Regions from separate parts of the Pungitius pungitius genome. Here region 2 is linked to region 1. Evidence: chromatin contacts called from public Hi-C data. All regions are on one chromosome and are shown on one strand. The core of a region is the stretch at or near the end of the contact, and the rest is flanking DNA. Distances in the headings are between cores, read along the strand shown. Region 1 holds the start of grm5b (glutamate receptor, metabotropic 5b). Region 2 holds the start of LOC119222934 (T-lymphocyte activation antigen CD80).

What was found. Hi-C and Micro-C count contacts between places; a contact is called where the count stands out from the background.
Region 2: a Hi-C map of muscle shows a contact between it and region 1, with 5 times the contacts expected there. The contact joins the promoter of LOC119222934 here to the promoter of grm5b in region 1. A contact is called at or near these places in 2 of 2 Hi-C or Micro-C datasets (both in muscle).

What each region holds. Positions count from the first base shown.
Region 1 is chr3:6,373,284-6,379,647 of fPunPun2.1, reverse strand. grm5b (glutamate receptor, metabotropic 5b) reads right to left here and starts at 1,725. Exons shown (of 18, transcript XM_037448850.2): 1 at 1,445-1,725. tyr (tyrosinase) reads left to right here and starts at 5,517. Exons shown (of 5, transcript XM_037464935.2): 1 at 5,517-6,364. The coding sequence starts at 5,753.
Region 2 is chr3:6,516,528-6,522,323 of fPunPun2.1, reverse strand. LOC119222934 (T-lymphocyte activation antigen CD80) reads left to right here and starts at 2,509. Exons shown (of 8, transcript XM_037479958.2): 1 at 2,509-2,557; 2 at 4,478-4,503; 3 at 5,171-5,232. The coding sequence starts at 2,555. dync2h1 (dynein cytoplasmic 2 heavy chain 1) reads right to left here and starts at 57. Exons shown (of 96, transcript XM_037463853.2): 1 at 1-57.

The sequences.
Region 1 (6,364 bases), core at 476-2,975:
AACGTTACTTAACTTATTAAAGTGCGACGGGCTTGTGTTGCGTCAAACGTCTAAACTTGTATGAGTTAACAGTTAGATGTAACTAGTTCAAATATTTTTAGCGAATAAGGTCAAGTTAACTTTAAGCTAGTGATACGCTACTTTATGGTACGCATATTCGGCTAACAGCTAGCTAACGTTAGCAGAATTATTCCGCGGACGTTAGCCTAGCTTCAAGGCGGCTCCACTACGTTTACCTTGCTAACTCCTCGTCAATTTGTGATTCCAATATTCCCCAAACTCCACTTCTATCCTATTTAACACCAAAAAGTCGTCAACTATACCTTTACAACAACGCGACGAAGGAGACTAATTGGGGGTGAAGAATTTGACATGACACCTATCAAAGGGCTCGAGAGTGATTCAGCCAATCAGAGCTGAGTTCCGGTACCAACAACACAACATGCGATTTAAACGCTTTAACAAGCATCAGTGTACGCGGCGTTTTAGCCAACACGTGTTTTTAGAGGGTTCCCAAGTATGCAGGGTGTGTTAAATCGCGCCAGCAGAGGGGGGCAGCGGACAGATAGACACATAGCGAGACACCGGGCGGTGTGTGGTTCAAGCCCAGCTTAGTGGTTTGTTTGATGTCGTTACTTTTTTTTTTTCGTCACGTTTGTTTTTGCATTTTCCTCCACCCGACTCAGTCTGCCCGGTGCTCTGCCTACACATTCCTAATTTGCAGAATGAAGATGGACCGTCCGTCCAGCCGCTCTGATCACAGGCATCAGAGGTGACACTGGGCTCGGATAACGACGCATTGGATGCGATCGATAACATTTTGAAGTTCCACAGCCGTCCCGGGAGTAAGAAGCAATTAACCTATGCTGCGGGCTTACAGTTTCGCCTGGAATCCGTTTAAAAGTCCCACAAAGATCAAATCATTAACGATAAAGATAAAAATAAAAAAAATCAATACAAATCTAATGGAAACGTCCTGCTTCGCGGCGGACGTCGCAGTCATATCTTCCGGTGACTGACGGCCACCGGCAGTAACGAAATCAGATTCTTTGCGTACTCAGCTCTTAATGGCATGATAACGATTGATTCTGAGGATTGTTTTATTTAGAAATGTATCTCGGGGGAGAATGGGCTAAAAAAATTAAAACGACTTTTGATAACCAACCCTTTCGCTGACGTTTGCAAGCTTTGCAGAGGAGGGAATTTATAAATTAAAATATATCATATGTCGCCATCAGCTCCAAGTGAGAAGCCTATAGACACCTTTTCTCCCCGTAATATAATATAAGTGATTGTTTGTAAATGGTTGTATGCGTCACTTTGAGGTGCATCCCCATGAACTTGCTGCTTCAGGTGAAATATATGCATGATAAACGCTCTCTACTCGGTCACGCCACTGCATCATTTCCACCTCCAAGAATGGAAAGCAATAGAAGTTACATACCTTTGCTTGCAGGACAGGTGAATGCCCCTGGAGAAACACAGCATCCCTCACGCGTCCATCAGCGTATCATGCTGTCGGTGCGTAATCTACTTTTTCACTATGGCAACAAATGAACCCCCCTGTCCTTTTCCTCTCCGCCTCCAATAAGGAAGCTGCGATGGCGTCACAGGTCATACTCCCTCACTCTCTCTCTCTCTCTCTCTCTCTCTCTCCCCTCTCTCTCTTTATCTCTATCTCTCTCTCTCCCTCTGTCTTTCCCTCGATATCACACCTACCTCCAAGATACCATCTGGAGATACAGGCCCACTGATTGCGAGTAGCCCGAGAGAGAGAGAGAGAGAATGAGACATCGAGGGAGAGACAGCGAGATAGGGAGATAGAAAGGGCTTTAGAGAGCTTGGTTTTGACAAGGCTTGGATTAATTTGCCAGCCAAATGCATTTGGGATTAACAGACCATTAAAGGGGCATAGATATAGGCTACACACAAGCACACACACCCACGCACACACACACACCCACGCACACAACTACATCAATTCCCACACTGTCTTTTACACACAAACAGGCTGGACGCGGCTTTAGCTGATGCAGTGATAGCCTTACTAACCCTGACCTCTCTCTCCCTGTGTGTGTGTGTGTGTGTGTGTGTGTGTGTGTGTGTGTGTGTGTGTGTGTGTGTGTGTGTGTGTGTGTGTGTGTGTGTGTGTGTGTGTGTGTGAGTGAGTCAAGAGCTGGATCCTCTGAAGGACACGGGGGACCTGCCGGCCAGCATGTACCTGGCCATCCTCCTCAGACTATATCACAGAGACTAAAGCTGGTGATAAAGTCCAGCATTTGTTTTAAGGTCATAAAGTCAGATATTCAATCAAACAGCCACCAAAGTGGTGCATATCAATAAAAGCTGCAGGATGAATATAATCCTACGCCGCTGCTAACACTGTAAAATCTTTTCATTTTAGATTAAAGGTTATATGAGTTATATAGATCTCTTGAATACGCTGGTGTTATTGTCTATCAGAGAATCTCCCTGAACATGTAAATGGTTTCTTGATCACTTACATTGACGTCAACAATGCCTGGAGACTCAGACCCAGTTTCTGTCTGCTGTCGCTTTACAACATGTCTTGGATTTTCTGAGGTTTAAAACAAATGAAATACCAGAATAATCTGTGGTCTCATTTCCATGGCAACCGTTCACTGCTGTAGTAAAATATGCAGCCAATCAAGTCAATCTCTCTCTCTCTCTCCCTCTCTCTCTCTCTCTCACACACACAATCACACACACGCACACACAAATTCCACTCTTTGATGCTACAGGAGGAAACTTGAAACGTGATTGATGCAAATTTGCGTGAAAATTTAATTCGATGTTAAAACGTGAGATTGATTGAAGAATTGGATTGAAATGTAAGATAAATCATCCAGTCAGTGACACAGTCGGTAAATCAATTATTCAATGGCATTTCAAAATAACACTGGATACCTATGGTTGCCATGGAGACATAGATGAATTACAGGGTTGTCAGTTGTCTGTGATACTCCTACACTAAGTAGGACAAATAGAGAACAAATAATGCCAACACAGAAATGAGGACATCCGTTATGAAACATTATTTCCCGTGAAATGTGATTCATGCTTCAGTGAACATGTAAAGATTGGGAAATTGTCATTTGTTTGTTTGAATTGAACTAATCATCATGATTGTGACATATGGTAAACATCTAAGCTCTGCCATTCATTGCTAATAAGCCTCATCATCTTGATTGTGTTGCACCAGGTATTGACACTTACTAAACATTGATCATGATTTACATTTGAGCCAAGATACTTCCTCCTAGGTTGAAACAGTGTCATGATGGCAACAAGTTTCACGTCAGTCAAACAGCTGGACGCAAAAGGCAGGTCTGTCCTCCCATATTTGTTCCACTCCACTCTCCAAAAATGTTGAAACTAGTTAAAACACAATGTAATCAAGTGGAAAACGTATTTTATCATTGGCAGATTTATGCAGATATTAAGTCCTGAATGTAGCATGTAGTATAACATAATGATAACGTGTAACACTGTAAGCATTGTTTATTTATAACATTTTGAAAGAAAGGGTGTGTTTTCAAAGCGCTTTAGCAAAGGGAACGTGTCCTCAGATCCGCTGGCAGGTTTTTCCAAAGTCTGATCCAGAGTCTGGGTGGATACAAACTAGAAGCAGCCTCAGTGTCGATTGTTAACTGTCAACACAGGTTGACAAGCTGTCATGTTGTCGAGGAAACCCTGAAAATAGAGACAGCACACAAACTAGGGATGGTGCCGTATGTGAAATGCACCTTGCAGACATGAAAGTCCTAAATAAAAGGGAGCCACTCTTATCAATACAGAAAAATCCAGCCATCCTTGGGCTGTAACTAACATTTATTTTCATTGATAGTGATTATGGTTACCTTAATTCAGAGGTCTTCAACAGGGGGTCCGATCCGATTCACAGGTCGTTAGCTCCTTGGGCAACAATGTGTAATCTATGTAAAATGTCTCCCTTTGAAGTTGTCCTTTCCAGGGCTTTTCATGTGATTAATCTTTGTGAACTGAAAAAAGTCACATGACCTTCCAGCTGGACCTTCAATTCCTCCCGTTCTAATTACAACTGGTGATCCTAAAATCCTGTTGACTGTTCTTCTGTTTAAATGGCAACAAATGGGTCATGCTGCCCTCTTGTGTCTGGTTAGGGCAAAATAATAATAACATTAACAGAAAGCTTTACTTCATGTCAGTGGTTGTTAAATATTCTGTAGTTAGTGGTATGAACTGCTGTAACCTGAGAGCTTCAAAGAAGGTGCAATTCTCAGTAAACCCAAAGAAAAGGGCGCTCTATCTTATACTCACACACACACACACACACACTGAATGCTCACTCAGAGTAGCCCTGCAGACAGGTTTATCCTGTGATGGTCATTCATGTGCGTACTACTGGGTTCCTGCAGCGGGATAAGCTGCTCCCCGTGCCTGGCAACGGCAGCATGTGACCGGCTTGTGATCCCGAGGTTTGATGCCCTGGGCCCGACGCTAGGCCACGATAGTCTGAGGAATCAGAGGAGCCAGCACACACTGAGGGAAAAGAAAGTCCCACAGTCCGTCCTGCTCTTAGTTTCCACGTATTAAAGATTGTTGGGTCGGGCTCGCCACGCTATGAAAACACCACTCAAGTAACCTGTTCATATTTAAAAGGGTCAATGAAATCAAAGGTTTCCTAAAGGACGCACAGGCGTTTAAACTCATAAATACAGTCAATACTGTAACTTCATGCTTTACAACTAAGCTACGTCCATGTTTTATTGCAGTCAAATATTTTCTATAGTGTTGCATGTGTTGTAAATTTTGCTCATTTTACAGCTCTGCTTTGATCTAGAGCACATTACCCATTTGTTGATGTTCATCTACATCTTTGTTCTTCACACACAGCTGTGGTCCCATAGATAACAAGTTATATTGAGAGTTGTAGTGCTGTAAATACTCGATAATCTGCCTCACTTTTAAGACAACTGACAAAGAAACTGGTCACGGTCAATAAGTATTTTGTACAATAGCAAACTGCTTCTCTTCTGTTCTCACATCAATATACATAAGATGTCGGATTACAAGATCTTTTTTAGAATAGCTATCGCACATCAAATGCACACTTGATCATGCATAAACTCTGGTCTTTGCCGAGGGTAGAGGGTCGTGCGCACAAACACAAACACACCACACGAGGTTCTGCCCGAGGTAGAATGGATCAGGGGCCGCCTGGTCTTAAGACAAAATGTAAGCGGAATCAAGAAAATTATCCTTAGCATGTGATAGTGTGAGTGCACATTCTTGAGTGTGTGGTGTGTGTGTGTGTGTGTGTGTGTGTGTGTGTGTGTGTGTGTGTGTGTGTGTGTGTGTGTGTGTGTGTGTGTGCGGGGGTTCATGTGTGTGTAGGCCTGCCAGAGTGCGTGAGATCACAATGGGATCACACACTTTGCAAGAGGACGGCCCCCTAAAACAGCTCGATGAGTGGCAAGAGAGCTGGACTTGTGGTGTAGGAGTGAGGAGGAAGGTGCTTCGGTGGAGGGTTCGATTGCAGCACGTTTCAAAACCTGCAAACTGCAAGCGAGCACGCTAGTAATTGGTCGCTTGTATGAATACAGGTACCTAAAGAGGGATTTTTTTTTTTTAGTAACAGCAGTGCCACATTTTGCATCTCACTCTGCCAGCTGAAGCCTATGAGGTATTTCCTCCGGGTACGGTCGTGTCCACCTTTTACAGCGGGAGCTTACGCCGTCTGACCTTCGCCATGTGGAGCTTGTATGCGTCCGTAGTCCTGCTGCAGCTCATTGGGACCTCTCTATGCCAGTTCCCTCGACCGTGTGCCAACTCAGTCGGGCTCCGGACCAAAGAGTGTTGCCCGGTGTGGGACGGTGACGGCTCGGCCTGCGGGGCCCTGTCGGGCCGGGGGTTTTGCGCCGAGGTGGAGGTCTCAGAAGAGCCCCACGGGCCCCAGTACCCGCACAGCGGGATAGATGACAGGGAGCGCTGGCCTCTAGCTTTCTTCAACCGGACGTGTCGTTGTGCTGGAAACTACGGAGGTTTTAACTGTGGCGAATGCCGGTTTGGTTACTGGGGTTCAAACTGTGCCGAGTACAGGGAGTCAGTGCGCAGGAACATCCTGAGCATGCTGCCCGCTGAGCAGCAGAAGTTTGTCTCCTATCTGAACCTGGCCAAGAACACCGTCAGCCGTGACTACGTGATCGCCACGGCAACGAGAGCAGAGATGGGGGAAAACGGCGAGAACCCCATGTTCTCCGACATCAACACCTATGACCTGTTTGTCTGGATACACTACTACGTGTCCCGGGACGCCTTCCTGGGAGGGCCGGGGAACGTATGGACAAACATCGACTTTGCA
Region 2 (5,796 bases), core at 1,260-3,759, 140 kb before region 1:
ACGAAGTAGCTTTAGCAATGTGTTACTAGCACTTGCCATGATTATGCTTGCGTGGTTGCTAGGTAGCAACTACGAGCACTTGTACCACGTGACACGGTGAAACCTAGACATATACGGAATGTACGTACGCATGATTCTTAGAATAGCTTAATAGACGGGAGGTTCCAGCCATGGTTCATCTAGGGTTTTCCATCACATTGATATATTTTAGAAGATCACGGGATTTAAGATGAATTGTTATTCCCAGTGTCAGTGGCACACTGGCCTTTATTGACGTGTTCAAGTTACCAATGCTTTAACTTTATTATTTATTCTTAGGTTTACACTGATAACTATATTTCTCAAAACAGCCTCCAAACTATTCCATGCCATTGCCTCTTGAATTATCAGTTGGTTACAATCTAATTTTGCTCAATCCACACTTCTGACAATTTATTAATGCAGCATTGTTGTCATCTAGGCTGAAGAGTTTCCAAAGACAGAAACAGATAGCTGATATCAACTGCAGACTTTGCAGCAGCAAGTGCTTTATTTTTGCTTGTAAAAATAGTGTGCATTTCTTTAGTTTGGGGGAGCATTTTTTTTACACAGAAAATAACTAATGAAAGCTGGCATTAGTTGAATGAATGAATATTTAGTTATTTTCTTCAAGCCTTTCATCTCACACTGACCAACAAATCTTTGAAAACCACGGCGGCAAGAGTGCACAGTGCCCAAGTTACAGAGAAGATGCTTTGCCATCTGTTTTGTAATATGTAATTTTAATTAAAACACTTATTTATATTCCATTGTCAAATTAAATTCTCCTGCATGTCAAAATTCGAATACCCTCTCATTCCAATAATCCTCAACACAAGCATTCCTGCTTCCTATATACTATTCAAGTTTGTGTCAATATCTTTGGACAAGGATGGACAGCGGGAAACATAGTAGCATACAAACATGGGTTGTGATTGAAACAAGAAAGAAACAAGGACAAATGAGTAAGAGGCCCAACTGTTTGGGTACTTTTTAATAAATATTTCAGGAACACGCATGGAAAATCCCCCTTGTTCCATGTATCTTCTGTTATGTGCAAACTAAATGCAACCCTTCAAATGTTTCATTGTACGTACAGTTTAAGGATTGTAAGGGCATGCTGGGATTGTGGAAAAGTATTGCGATGAAGTTTCTCACACTGATAAGATGCCTTGGCCTTAGTGTAACAATAAGTTGTTGGATGTAAGCGAGTTTATGTTCATGGCACATACAACTTGGCTGAAGTATGAGAACTGCCCAGCCCTGTATCTAGAGAAGCCTACATGAGCACAACGTTTTTGTGACTTTTTTTCCCTTACGAGAGAATAAACGAAAAAGACATATTTGATTCAGAGCCTTTATTCTTATTTTACGATTGTGCAAATCTTCCGCCACACTTCCCTAAATTATTCAGCTGTGATCTAATTAAGGACAGTTTCCCTTAAATCAGCATATTAACTCCCTTTTGGGATTAACGTATTCTACGGTGCTACCGAAAAAGAAACTGCACACAATGCCAATCACAATATGGCTTCATACTGCTATGATGCACAATCTAAAGACACACCTCTTTAGATTACACCTTGACTAAAAAACACAAAACAAATTGTAGCTCTTAAATTGTACGTATAATGGCTCTTATCTATAGCCAGTTGTGAATCGTCTTATTTGATGAAATTGCACTTTCTTGTTTCTTGTTCTTCTGGGTTTGTATCTTGATGGTTGAAATGCACTTATTGTAAGTCGCTTTGGATAAAAGCATCAGCTAAATGACATGTGTCATGTAATATAGTATATCCTACTTGAAAGGAACTCTCATGCTTCTAAGTGGTTGTATTGCATACCCAGTCTAAGAAAAGACTAAAACAAACGCATAATCACAGGATTGTCTCATCATCAAATCATTTTTTCTACTTCTACTGTAATGTCATAGAAAGGAACAAATTATGTAATAATGGTCTCATTAAACTAAGGGACGCTTTGTCTTTTAGTTTCCTCTTCTGGCTGAGTTACTCAGGTCAATCAACTGGAAGTATTTCCTGAAACCAATCATGTAAAAAAAAAAAAAAAAAAAAACCCACAGCAGCAGATATAATGGTCCCTTCTAAAGAATCCACCCGCGTGAGTTTTAGATTGAGCTGATAAGCAGACAAGGACGGCTTCTGTGACGTCGCCATAGTAACAGTTACACACCTGAACACACACAACTCTCTCACCCTTACCATTCTGTGGAGGCCCATTTCTTAATCTCAGAAAAACAATTATTAGTTAGATATCTTATATTTGCTGTTGTGGATTATTAAAGAATAGACAAAGTGACGTGTCAGTAAAAAGAGCCGTGGCTGATATCCCTCTAGCTGTCAGTTTCAGGCTCCTAGTGTAGTAATCTCTGGTTAATCTACAAATCATAACACCACATGGTTAGGTTGAGCTCATAGATTGCGCAGTGGATGACTCCCTCGGCTCCACCCCTCTGTTTATGAAGAGGAAGTGCTTTCTCTCAGACTAACACAGAGCCAGCTGACTGCCGAGCGCAATGGTAAGTGTGTCCTCTTCTCTTTCCTTGTCTCATTTGAAAACAAGACATTTCACTGTTGTCGGTCACGTTAATGGTGCAAAGAAAGACTCTCTAATGCATTTACGTAAGTTTCTCTATAAAGAACTTATAACTCTATTGAGCAGGAGCATGTTAATGCCTTTTTTGTACGCGCAGGTGTCGATGTGTGTGTGTCTTTTCTGTGCAGTAAATTAAACCCTTCCCATGAAGGTTTTAGGTGCTATATCGTAGTAAACAAAAATATAGTATAAACCATAACAGATGATCTCACTCTCTTCTGTAATGCTAACTGCTTACAGAGGGAATAATCACTGCTGGTATATCAATTTTGAAATAGTTTCCTTTACTCATCTCTGTGTGCAGAGTGACAGATACGTGTATCAACATGTATCCGCTGATCCATAGAGGACTGATTCATAGTCATTAAGCGACTAGTGTTAAAGAAAGCGTGAATACCAGGAATATGGATTCATCTAGATGACCCTGTTTATCAATACCTACCTCAAGTCTCTCACCTCAACTTGATCACGTTCAGCAAACACAAACATGAATCTCGTATTGTATCAAAGAGCTCCGACATTAGAAAGACATGATCGTCGGTGGGAGATTAAAGTGTGAAACTGATAGGTGGTTTCGGGCCTTTGATCAAACTGCCGGCATGCGTTTTATTGTGTCAAAACAATGCAGCAGGGTGTGTGGCAGTCCTCGTTCCAACGGAGCCATTTACTACTCTAATTATTGCTGTAGTCAAAGTGAATCACAATGCTCCATAAACCCTCTCTGCTTTTACATGTATGGTTGATTTACTTGTTTACACTATATTTCCTACAATACGTTGAACTATATACATTCATATCTTAAAAAATATGACATTGCTATTACTTGGCATAAAGTTATTGTATTGTATCATGTGATTATTTTATTTTAGGTGTCACTGTAACAAACAGATTTTTTTTTTTTTGATAATGCCTGATGTGTGATAATGAGTCAACAATGGCATATTTATTAATATAACTTTCATTATTTATCTGGTATGACTCTAAAAGGAACTAGTTCCTGTTTACAGTATTTTTTTAATTGCACGTCACTTGGGAATTCCCTCAGAAGTGTTTTTTGTCAAGACATCCCTAAGATTATTATGAATCACGGTTAACGGAGGTTTCATTTGGAATTTGGGAAGTTTGAATCCACGAGACTTTTGTCAAAAGAGCGAAAGTAGCGTGATTATTTCTGGACGGTGTATGTATGTAGTCTGTATGAATAAAGCGAGCACAAGAAAACACGTTCAGCACAAAGCTTTCACTCTCTTTCCCTGTAATTGTCCTGTTACACTGCGGCCTACCAAGAAGGAAATTCACGTGATGCCTGACATTTTAGTTGTTGCTAAAGTAGTAGCCTCAAACAATCATGTCTTGAAGTTCTTGTACTTACTGAAATAGAACATTTGCACAACCTAAACTCAACACTGGGTTTCAATACCGTTGCAAAAAAACAGAATACTAGAAGGAACTGTCTAAAGTGTGCCGGTACGGGCCCACGCCCTTCTGAAAAGCAAAAGGCTTCCTCAGACACTGTAATGGGACTTTCCTCTTTTTTGGTATCTGTTGAAAACAGTCTGAGTGTCAGAAATAGTTTTCATGTGCAAGACTGGCTGTCAAGGTCCAGGCAGATACTTCCCATTCAACTGCATTTTGTTTGTGCATAAATAAAAACGTGTTTAGCGTATGAACGCACAGTTTAAACTTACAAAGCATGCACATTTATGAGGAACTATTGGTGGTTTAAAAGGAGCTGGTTGAGTATTTTTCTATGATTCATGGTATTTGGCACTGATTTAAAAGATACCAAATCAAAAGATGATCAATATTTTTACTGTGATTAACTTGTTTGTCTTTTCAACAGGAGCCACATTGCAATCAACTTTTCCCGTGAGTACCCAAAGCCCTAATAATGTTGATGAGATGAGATGAGAGCTTAAGATATGATGGCCTCAGTAAAGAGTGGGACCTGAACTGTCATCACCACTTCTGAATTTTCATTTGGGTGGGGCATCTGAGAGCGATTCCTGGAAATAACAAAAACAAATTTGAACAATTATTGGTCTGAGAACTACCACACAGGTTTCATCAGTTACACGGTCACTACTGCTAGCTGCTATTGGGACACATTATTACATTGTATTACTGCTGAAGTATCACCGTGGTCCATAGCGGTGTTCCTTTGTTCCTTTGCTTTAAATCTCATGTGTCGATAAGTTAACTCTCCTCACTCTCCACACCTTAAGGACCCATAAATTAATATACTCACACATTCATCCTGCTCAACTGAGTGAAGGGTTTCACCGTACTATAACTTATATGGTGTGTACTTGTTTTTATGGGAGAGTGAGCACAGTGACGTCACCTTAACAAAGATTGACGGTTAGTGACAGAGGAAGCTGTGTCACAATCTCATATTTACCAAATTAACCCCTCAATTCTAAAATACTTGGGCAAAGGGGCAAATGAGGAAGCTCTTTTTACGCATGGCTTTATAGGCCCAAGGATTACCTGAATAATCATGTTTGGAATCAAGTGTTTTCATCTGCCTTTCCAGAAATGTGAATATTTTCATCCAGCTGCTGGTATGGATTACGACATGGCACACTGATGTCACAGGTGGGCAGTTCTGTCATATCACCCTCATATCACACGCCGTTGTCTTTGTTCTGTAGTGAATTTGGGGAAATGTATCTCTTAATTTGCTTTCCTGGCAAAAAACACTTCTTCATAGAGCCCATCCACAGTCATGTTGAGCACCTATATGTAATACATAGCTTTAATAATATGAGCTATTTACCTCACAGTACAGACGCACTGAACCTTTAAGGACCATAAATCAGAAACAAAAATATAAATTTCTAGCTAGGGGAAGAAAGCATGTTTTTTGTTGGAGTAAGATCAAAAGTGAAACATGAAGGGGGAGGCCGAAAACACCTACGCAAAAAGGTGAAAATTAAAAGAGATATAGCAAAATGCTGATACTGTGACCTTTACATCATGTACAACGTGGAGGGGACACTATTAGCTGTTTGTTTTTCTTTAAATTTAAAGGACAGAACGCTGGATTAAGGAGGAACTGAGATAAGTCACCTACGTCAGAGAAGTAGTTTAAAAAAACAAAAACCTTAACTCTACGAAGCCTGAAGTCAGGCTGTTTACTCGTAGTTTACTACTTGTATT